2 separate regions of the Hordeum vulgare genome follow, and region 1 is linked to region 2. The links are chromatin contacts, called in public Hi-C maps. All regions are on one chromosome and are shown on one strand. The core of a region is the stretch at or near the end of the contact, and the rest is flanking DNA. Distances in the headings are between cores, read along the strand shown. Region 1 has its middle 7.7 kb from the start of LOC123425531. Region 2 holds the start of LOC123425529.

Region 1 (4,585 bases), core at 676-3,175, 390 kb after region 2:
GGCAGCCTCTTTCGTACGTCAACCTCATCAGCGGTGATGATGAGTAGGACGGTTCTTCTGAAGACGACGGCGGCCTCATCTATCTATCTTAATTTCATGTTTTTAGTTTTGTTAGCTTAAGCAAGAACTGTTGAACGTGGCTACTATGGATATGTGGTTTAATATATATATTTATGTGTTTTTAGGGCAACTCCAACGGGGCGACCCAAACGGACACAAATTTTGTCCGAATTTTGTCCGTTTGGGTCACCCATCCGCCTAGCGGACAAGATGCGGAGACGAGCGGCCGATGAACAAACCCAACCCACTCGTCCGGTATAGAAGATGCGGACACTGCCTTTTTCTCCCCCTCCTCTCCCCCTCTGCTTTCTTGGGGCCGTATGGGGCCTTCTGCAGTTCCTCGTCTCGTACAAGATCACCACACGGGCGTACCCAGGCCATCGCCATGGTAAGACGACGTCGGACCACGCACGCGGCGCGCGGGAGGCCGGGAGGTGGGATCTCGTGGCGGCGCGCGCGGTCAAGGAGGCCGCGAGGTGGGATCTCGCGGCGGTGCGCGCGGTCAGGGACACGTTGCTGCTGGCAGACATGCTCTACTCGGGCAACAAGAGGAGCATGTGCGCCCAGAGCAAGTTCCTCCCGACGCTGCCGTGCGCCACCGAGCCGCACGCGTTCGTCGTCGGCGCCGTCAGGGGCTTCCTGGACAGAACCGAGGCCAAGAGCGACAAGAACTGGGAGAACTGCGCCGCGCTTCTGCCTGGTCCCCAACCTCGTGGCCGAGCCGTCGGCAGCCACGCTTGACCAGGCGAAGAGGAAGACCGCCTACCGCCGCCCGCACATCTCCCACGCGGCCTGTCGCGCCGCGCCGCCCTTCGCCGACGGCCTCCTCCCCCACGCCCACCGTGGGGACAACGCCGCTCCGCCCCCGAAGCTCCCCAGGCGGCTGTAAGCGTGCCCCGCGCCCGGTCGCCTCGTGCCTCGTAGCCCGCTCCCGGGGCGGCCAAGGGGAGCAGCTCGCGGTCGCCATGGCCAACGAGAGCAGAGCAGCTCGAGATTTGGGTCGTGAAGACGGGAGCCAAGTTTTGTCCGTTGCGGCACCCGGACGAGAGCGGACGACGGGAGCCCCAGTTTTGTCCGCCGTGGACCCATTTGTTGCCTAATTTTACGTCCAGTTTAGATCGGGGTGGACAACAAGCAGACAACAGACGGATACAGCGTCCGTTTGGGTCATCCCGTTGGGCCAGCTTTTGTGTCTGGATGACCCAAACGGACAAAACGGGTCGGTGCATTGGGGTTGCTCTTATTATTTACAATGTTTATTTTAGTTTGTTTTGCCTAAATTAGCAATTCGTAAAAGCGGACAATTTGGGACAAGCCGGACGATTGGACGCGCCAACGCCGCACGAGTGCAGGCGAACGGATGTGTTCGTTTTATACATTTATAAACGAACGAAATTTAAATAAAACGGATGTTCGTTTGGGGCGTGTATAGGAGTTGGAGGTCCCGGACGTACGAGATCCCTGGTCCTTGTGGAAACACTTGACCCCAAAGAAGAGGCGATAGTGCAGTGGTACAAGGCAACTGCACCTCCTGGCGGCCGCACATGGCGGGCCAGCCAGTGCCGTTACGTACGGGCCAGCATGGGGGCATCTCCATGCGTGGTGGGACAATGGGACATCACCGTTCATCAATCGCTTCGACCATCACCGCCCGCATGAAAGCAAAGAAGAGTTTGGCGTCCACGACGCCCCGAGTTCGGCCGGCGTTCACAACCGCACCGAGCAATATCTTCCATCGGTCCAGCGCCCGGGCTCGGCGTATCCCTCTCTCTTTCTTCAGGTTTCGTGCTGCAGTTGGGCGTCGGCGCAGCGCGCGTGCGTATGCTCGCGACGGAGCTTTGCTACATCCACGTACATCTCTTACGGAAACTTACGTAGCAGCTCACGTAGGACGTAGACACCAGCTACTACCGAACGAGCGACGCCGCGTGAGGCTGCGTTTGGTTCGTCGTTTCGAACGAGCGACGCCGCGTGAGGCTGCGTTTGGTTCGTCGTTTCGCAACCGTTTACAAGCGGAAAAAATACCTCCGTAACAGAAACCGGAGGATCTACTTGGAATGTCGTTTTTTCATTATAAACTTTACGCCTGGTTTTGCGTTACAGTTGTAATCTCTTTGCAATCCGCCCGTTTCTAAAACACTGCTTCGGCCATCGTTTTTTCTCTGTATCCTGTATCCAAAGCCGAACTGCGGAAGCAAGCGCCGCAGCTAGGCCCGCAGCGTCTTGATTGGAGCATTACCGAGGCGGTCGCCGCCGCTTGCCGGAGTGCCGCCGGTGTTCACCGGCCACACCACCGTCAAATGCCAGCGCCATCGCCTTCTGTCGTGTCGGCTGTACCACCCTGGCCCGCCCCGCTTGCCGGAGTGCTGCCAGTGTTCACCGGAGACACCACCATCAAACGCCAGCACCATCGCCTTCTGCCATGTTGGTTGTACCACCCAGGCCCGTCGCCTCCGTCTAAGCGTCCGCCTCCGTCGCCAAGGATGCCGACGCACCGCCGGAGCATGTCCATCAAAGAGCCTTCGCGCACCGCCACTGGAGCATCACTGCAGCCAAATTCCGCGTCAGTCGCAGCCTCGCTCCGCCACAAGGGGAGGGCCGAGGAACATGAGGTTGGTGGAGGCGTCTAGCTATCTTGTTGGTCCCCGGTGCGAGCAGTGCCGCATGGCTGGAGCTTGCGTCGGTCGGGTCCTTTGAGTTCATGGAGTTTTCATCGACAACGACGAAGAGATTCCCCGAGTCAAACGAGAAATAAGACCAACCAAGCGCACCCTAGACCCCACTTGTATAGCAGGTTGTATTTTACTGATCTTCAGTAATATACAGGGGTAATCAATATACAGTTGTAAAATTTTACAGGGATTCCAAGCGGGGCTGAGTGTGTTCGGTCGGAAAAGAAGAGCGAGCGGGTGATCTATTTACAGATCACGGGTCTATAGTTTATGAATGAGCGCCAGGTAGGTAACCTCGGCTGCATATTCTATGGGCGGCGGCCGGCTGACTGATGCTGATGCGCGACCCTGGTTGACACGCCAGGTCTTCAATTTGGAATGTATTCCGGCATTTTCTATGTGCTGACTGACCACACGGGCCTTCAGACCAATGTTTTGTTTTGGACTAGTACCACACGATTAATCGAATAATTTATAAATTGTTTTTTATATTAAAATTTTAATATATATATATATAGCTGCAAAAATATTGAAACACATACAATATACACATTACTTGCATTCCATTGAAAAATTGAAAACAAATGTATTCAGTGGAATAATGAAAAAATGTTTGAAGTTACATAAGATAAGGAGAAACATTGGGCTCACTTGAAGGTTGCAGCAAGCTGGAATGAATCCTAACTTCTTCACTTGATGCATCATATCTAGCTTCGATGTCTGAAAAAAGGCTTAAAATACAGATAATCTGGCATTAGAACAGGTCACAACCTGGTATTTCAAAGGAAATATATACAACCTGAGATCTTTTGGCACTTGCATATAAAGGTTGAGGTATCACCTGGAGAAACTTCAAAAAATCAAACAGAAATCCGTTGTGAGTAACCGCAAATCACAAAAACTATCAACAGTCCTAACATATATAACCAGTGAACTGAAACGGTAGTGTAAAATCATAATAATAGGTAGGTCCTTTGCTGAGCACAAATCATAATAATCGGTTGACGTGAAATTAAAGCTTCTAGAGCTACCTCACAGGTGAAGAATTGTGGCTTATTAATGGGGTATGCCAGTCTTGTGACATCCTCAGCTTTTGCTACAGTGAGCATTGTAATTAAGCTACAGTGATGACCATGATCAGCAACAAATCATTTTGCTGAATTGGATATCATCAAGTTGAATTTCATATCTCTTTTCAAATTCCACGTAAAAAGCCACTTGAATTATATGAAAATAAAATAATTCCTCAAACAGCATCGAAAAAATGATACACAATTGTGGAATAATCCAAAACAATTATTATTAATGAAAACAACATCACCCTCGATGTTGGTGTGGACCCCACCATCAAAACAGAGTCATTTTTGCATTTAAAAGTGCTCTTAATTTCCATGGAAAAATCCAAACATAATCCAATTGTCCCAATTATTTTTGTGGTCATTCAAAATACTGTAAGATATGTGTTGGACCATGTTACACATTTTTGCTATAGGGAATAGTTGCTGGAATTAAATAAAGCAGAATTTTTTTGCTCCATTTGTACAAGAACATGCACATATTTTTTGCTCCATTTTCATTCTTCTTTAACAAAGCTTGCCTACCAAGTTCCACGAGGTACTACTAACCCTCTCTCTTCTTCAACTACGACTGAACAAAACTGCATGTACAGAGATTCACATAACAAACACAACGAACAAACACACATTCAGGCTAACTCGGGTGAAAGCTTCTGCAATCCCAGCTTCACCACAGACCTCTAGACCTAGAGTAAAGGATCTACTTACTGAACTCAACTCCGGCACCACCGCTGCTTCGGCCCATCGCCGATTTGCCGGAGAAACAGAGCAGAGCCG
Region 2 (4,481 bases), core at 32-2,531:
CTGGTTTTCCTCCACAAGATTCATGTCAGGGAACTCCATATTCTCGTAGTCTTTCCCTGCGCCAGCGCCGGCTCCGTCGCCGGCGTTCTCGGCCTCGTCCGGGTCGGCCAGCGCAGGCTTGGGCGTGGGCGAGACGGGAATGACATCGGGCACGACCCCGATGTAAGAGAGCTCGAGCTCCAAGAAGCCGGCCGGGGAGTGGAAGAGGTCGTTGGTGGAGAGCGGGAATTCGCGCGCGAGCGTGCCGCCCTCGGCGGCGACGACGTCCGGGAGCGGCACGAGCGCGAACCCCAGCAGCTGGTCCTGCAGGTAATTCTTGACCCGGCTGAGCATCCAGACCTCGCAGCGGAGCGCGGCGTCGACGTCCCCCGCGCGCACGCCGACGCGCACCGACTGGTCAAACACCGGGTTGCGGCCTCCGCCATTGATTACCTGCGTGGAGGCCGCCGGCGCGCCCTCCCCCGGCAGCGACAGGCGCGCGTACACATCCTGCTTGTGGTAGATGCAGATGTTCTGAATGTCCCGCGCGCTCCGCACGTGCACGTCCACGTACCCGATCAGCTCCCCGCCCCCGTTCGTAGCGGCGGCCGGCGCAGAAACCGCCTCCATCTGCTGCTGCTGCTGCTGCGACTCCATGACGAAGAAAGCACCTCCGCCGCTAGCTGCTCCGCAACTGTAACCAAGAAACAAACACGAATCAAATGAAATCCATACAAGATTGGCGTTAATTTCGGAACACAGGTGGGAGAGCAGCTGAATGGTCAAAATCCAAGATTAGGTGCGCAAGTTGGAGACAAGGAACTGTCGGCAGATGATTATACTACTCCTACAGCGAACCAAACCGGAACTGCACACCAGCCAACTCGATTCAATCGACTACTCAAACAGCAACCGGGGATAAAGAACTCCGTAACAGATTTTACATGCTAGGGAGAGGTCGATCGATGCACAGGTCCCCCATCTCATCACAACCAAGGGAAAGCGCAAGAGAGCAAGGGCTCAAATCCCACGGAAAACATGGAAGCACACACGAGGGGAGGAAACTCAGAGCATGCTTACCTTACCCTGTGTCCCTGTGTGTGTGTCTGGTCTGTCCTGGAGATTTGAGAAGAAGCAGCAGCACCACTGGAATCAGGCGCGGAGGAGAGAGCAGCGGGCAGGGTGAGGCTGAGAGTCGGGAGGGGCTCGAGGATGGATATAACGCCAAAGTCCAAAGGGAATTAGGGCAGTAGCACGAGATTTTTTTATAGCCCCCTGCCCGCCCTTGGCCTTTCTTTTCTACGGGAGGACTACACCCTTTACCTAACTACGCTCGCTTTTATTGCCTAGTTTGGCTTGGCCTTACCAGCCAGCCAGCCATCCTCCTCAGACCACAGCACAGCAGCCTAATCTACTCCTACAGGCATGATGATAATTAGTTTGTTTAATCGGTGGTATTATTGGCATGCTTAGATTTAGATTATTCAGATTAGTATACGATGGGCAGTATCGCGACCGCACACTTAGCCGTCAGGCGACTGCGCATGTTGTGGGGAGATAGTAGAAAATTGCGTGCCGCCGTGGCTTTAGAGAACCAGACGCATATACGGGTGGAAAATACGGGAAAGGGCGGGGAAAAGGGGTCGCGCGGCGTGGGCTCGGGTCGCAGGCGGGCGGGGGGCGCTTTGTTGCGCTGGTCTTTCAAGTTTCCACAGCGCCGAAAAGTCAAAGTGATTCTGCGAGCGCAAGCGGCCTGGGCTTGGAGCCTTGTGGCTGGCCGCAGCGCGTGACGGGACCAGCCAATGGGACGCCTCCACCTCCGCGCGCGGCAAAGCTTTTTGATATATTTTTTTAGGGATGGCAAAGCTTTTTGATGGGAGGCTGCGTTTCGTTTTTGTTTCGAATTGAAATTGACGGGAACCGTCTGGGCGGGCCGGAGGGAGGGGAAGAGGAAGGAAGGAGGAGAGAGTTCGCGCGGGTGGGTGTGGTGGGGCGCGTCGCTGTCAGCGGGGGGCCCGGCGCGGCCGCACGCTTGCGCAGAGTTTTCAAAGTAGATATCATCCGCTTCTGCGGCCGCCATCATTCCTCGCCCGCCCTCACCGGCCCATCGACCCCTCGCTCGCTCGCTCCGGCGGCTGCCGCGAGAGGACGATTTTACTGTTTTGATCTTTTTTATAGTTTAGTCTGATGTGATCCTGTTTGTGTAAGAATATCGGATCTGATCGTTTTCCTACCTCCGTTGTGGTGTAGGTATATACTCCCTCCGTTCTTAAATATAAGTCTTTTAAGCGATTTCACTAGTGGACTACATACGGATGTATATAGACATATTTTAAAGTGTACATTTAATCATTTTGCTCCGTATGTAGACACATAGTGAAATTGCTTAAAAGACTTATATTTAGGAACGGAGGGAGTACATTCTACCGTTACTTTCTGCAGCGATAGAGTTCGAATCAACACAGACGACGTCGTTTGATCTCACTGACGTAGATAAGTTGCTATCACCACTCCTTGTGACGATAGGGTGTGTATATCTACCGACACAGACAACAGGTGACAGTAGGGTGTTCAGACAGTTAATTCCATCAGAAAGAAATTAATTGTATGAACATCCGATGGTGACGATAGGTATACACACTCTACCGTCACTTTCTCTGACGGTAGCCACTTATACATGCCAACGGTGTTAAACTACACCGTTGTATTAACCTAAACCCTATCGGCACAGGAAGTGGAAATAGGATGTGTATACCTACACCACAGCGGATGACGTTAAATAATAGGTTAGATTTAAAAAAAATACAAACAAACTTAAATTGGGCTAAAGTTAAATCCGTCACCAGGACGTGCACAGACACACGGGATAGTTCCTTTGGTTCATTTTTCCGAATTTTCGTCCAAAAAGACCACTAGCCGAATGTTATTATTAAAAAAGACCACATACGATACGAAATGCGAGAAAATACCCTCATTTTTCGAGGCGGCACGCGCGCCAGGTGACTGGGCCCGCCGCCACCCGACGAGGCGGCCGGCCGGGCAGGTGGCACCTGCCACCACCACTCCAGGCGGCAGGCTCCCCATGTTCGCACATGCATGCTTCAAGAGCTGGCTGGCCATGCCTCAAGCTGCCTGCCCATCACGGCCATGCATGCTGCCATGCACAGCATCCCGCCGGCCGTCTGGGGTGCTGGCGGCAGGTGCCACCTGCCCGGCCGGCCGCCTCGCCGGGTGGCGGCGGGGCCCAGCGGCCTCGGCCCGTGGCGGCAGGTGTCACGCGTCACCTGGCACGCCTGCCGCCACGAAAAATGAAGGTATTTTCTCGCATTTCAACCGCATGTGGTCTTTTTTGACAATAATATTCGGCTAGTGGTCTTTTTGGACAAAAAATCAATTTCTCTGTGCTGATGTTTTGCTGGGTGCACGGAAAAAGAAAGCCGAGTATTAGGCGGCTAAATTTTGTGTTTTGATTTTTTTTAAAGTTGATCGTGATCTAACTTTAGTTTATAAAAAAATAGGATATGATGTTTTTTTAATTGTCGGGGTCCATGATGATAGAATATAACAACATACCGTCGAAGGCCCTAGCTGTGACGATGCACATCTTATCGTAAATTTTTTTGAAGTATTGAATACAGTGCGTATTCGCATCATCTTGATGATAAGATTGTGTAGGCTACCGCCAAGCTACCTCGCACTACGGAAGCGTTGCGCTGATATGGATGAGTTTTTTTTATCGTCAGTGGTTCGATGGTAGGCTGTTATACCATATCACCATGGATCCAACGGTAGTAAAAAGATGAGATGTTGAAATTTTTATAAACCAGAATCAGATCTTGATCAACTTTTATAAAATGGTTAAAACACAAAATGTTGCCGCACCACGGAGAGACAGAGGGGGAGACCGACGTGTGAGACGCGCCGGAACGATGAGCGGTTGCGAGACTTGCGTCATGCTGCATGCTACGTGTAGCTGGACCGGCTATCGGCACAAGGAAGCATGATGCGACATGGAAATGTGTCTCTCAAGTGTCACCGTGTGTTGTCTAGATAAAAGATAAATAAAAATGTCAACGCGGCGAACCTGTTGGAAATATTAGCATTGTTATAATTAATGTTGAGTAATTAGGCACAATTTTCATGATTAATTTCAGAATATAAAACATGACAATATTAGCTACTAACATATAAAACTCTAACATACTAGATGCAGTAGACAACATGAATAGCAACAACACCGTATAACAAAACATGTACGCATTTTACATGTTCATCAGGCCAACGGGAACACGACGCACGTACCGAACATTTGCAGATGAAGCAGATGTGTTCGATGCAGCTACGTTGTTGATGATGACGTTGGTGATGACGGGACAAAGTAGGCGACGCTTGAGGCGGCGGTACGCAGCACCGCCCGACTTGCTAGGTAGACGACCCTTTGTGGAAGCAGCGAGCAGTCGCGCAGAGTGCTTCCCAAAAACCTAATTCGCCCTCTCTCGTAC

The links. A called contact is a pair of places that touch in the nucleus more often than the background predicts.
Region 1: a contact with region 2 is called in a Hi-C map of leaf, with 8 times the contacts expected there. The contact joins the enhancer-like site here to the promoter of LOC123425529 in region 2. A contact is called at or near these places in 3 of 6 Hi-C or Micro-C datasets (leaf and seedling) and 1 of 1 datasets of contacts at active chromatin or transcription factors (embryo).

Annotation. Positions count from the first base shown.
Region 1 is chr2H:133,594,371-133,598,955 of MorexV3_pseudomolecules_assembly, forward strand. It overlaps the pseudogene LOC123425530. Among protein-coding and RNA genes, the nearest start is that of LOC123425531, 7.7 kb to the right of the region's middle. Within about 2 kb of position 1,926, at least 3 of the 3 cell types and tissues checked have open chromatin away from gene starts, as enhancers often do. A contact at or near this core is called in leaf and seedling, where this site is marked.
Region 2 is chr2H:133,204,821-133,209,301 of MorexV3_pseudomolecules_assembly, forward strand. LOC123425529 reads right to left here and starts at 1,282. Exons shown (of 2, transcript XM_045109219.1): 1 at 1,065-1,282; 2 at 1-673. The coding sequence starts at 636.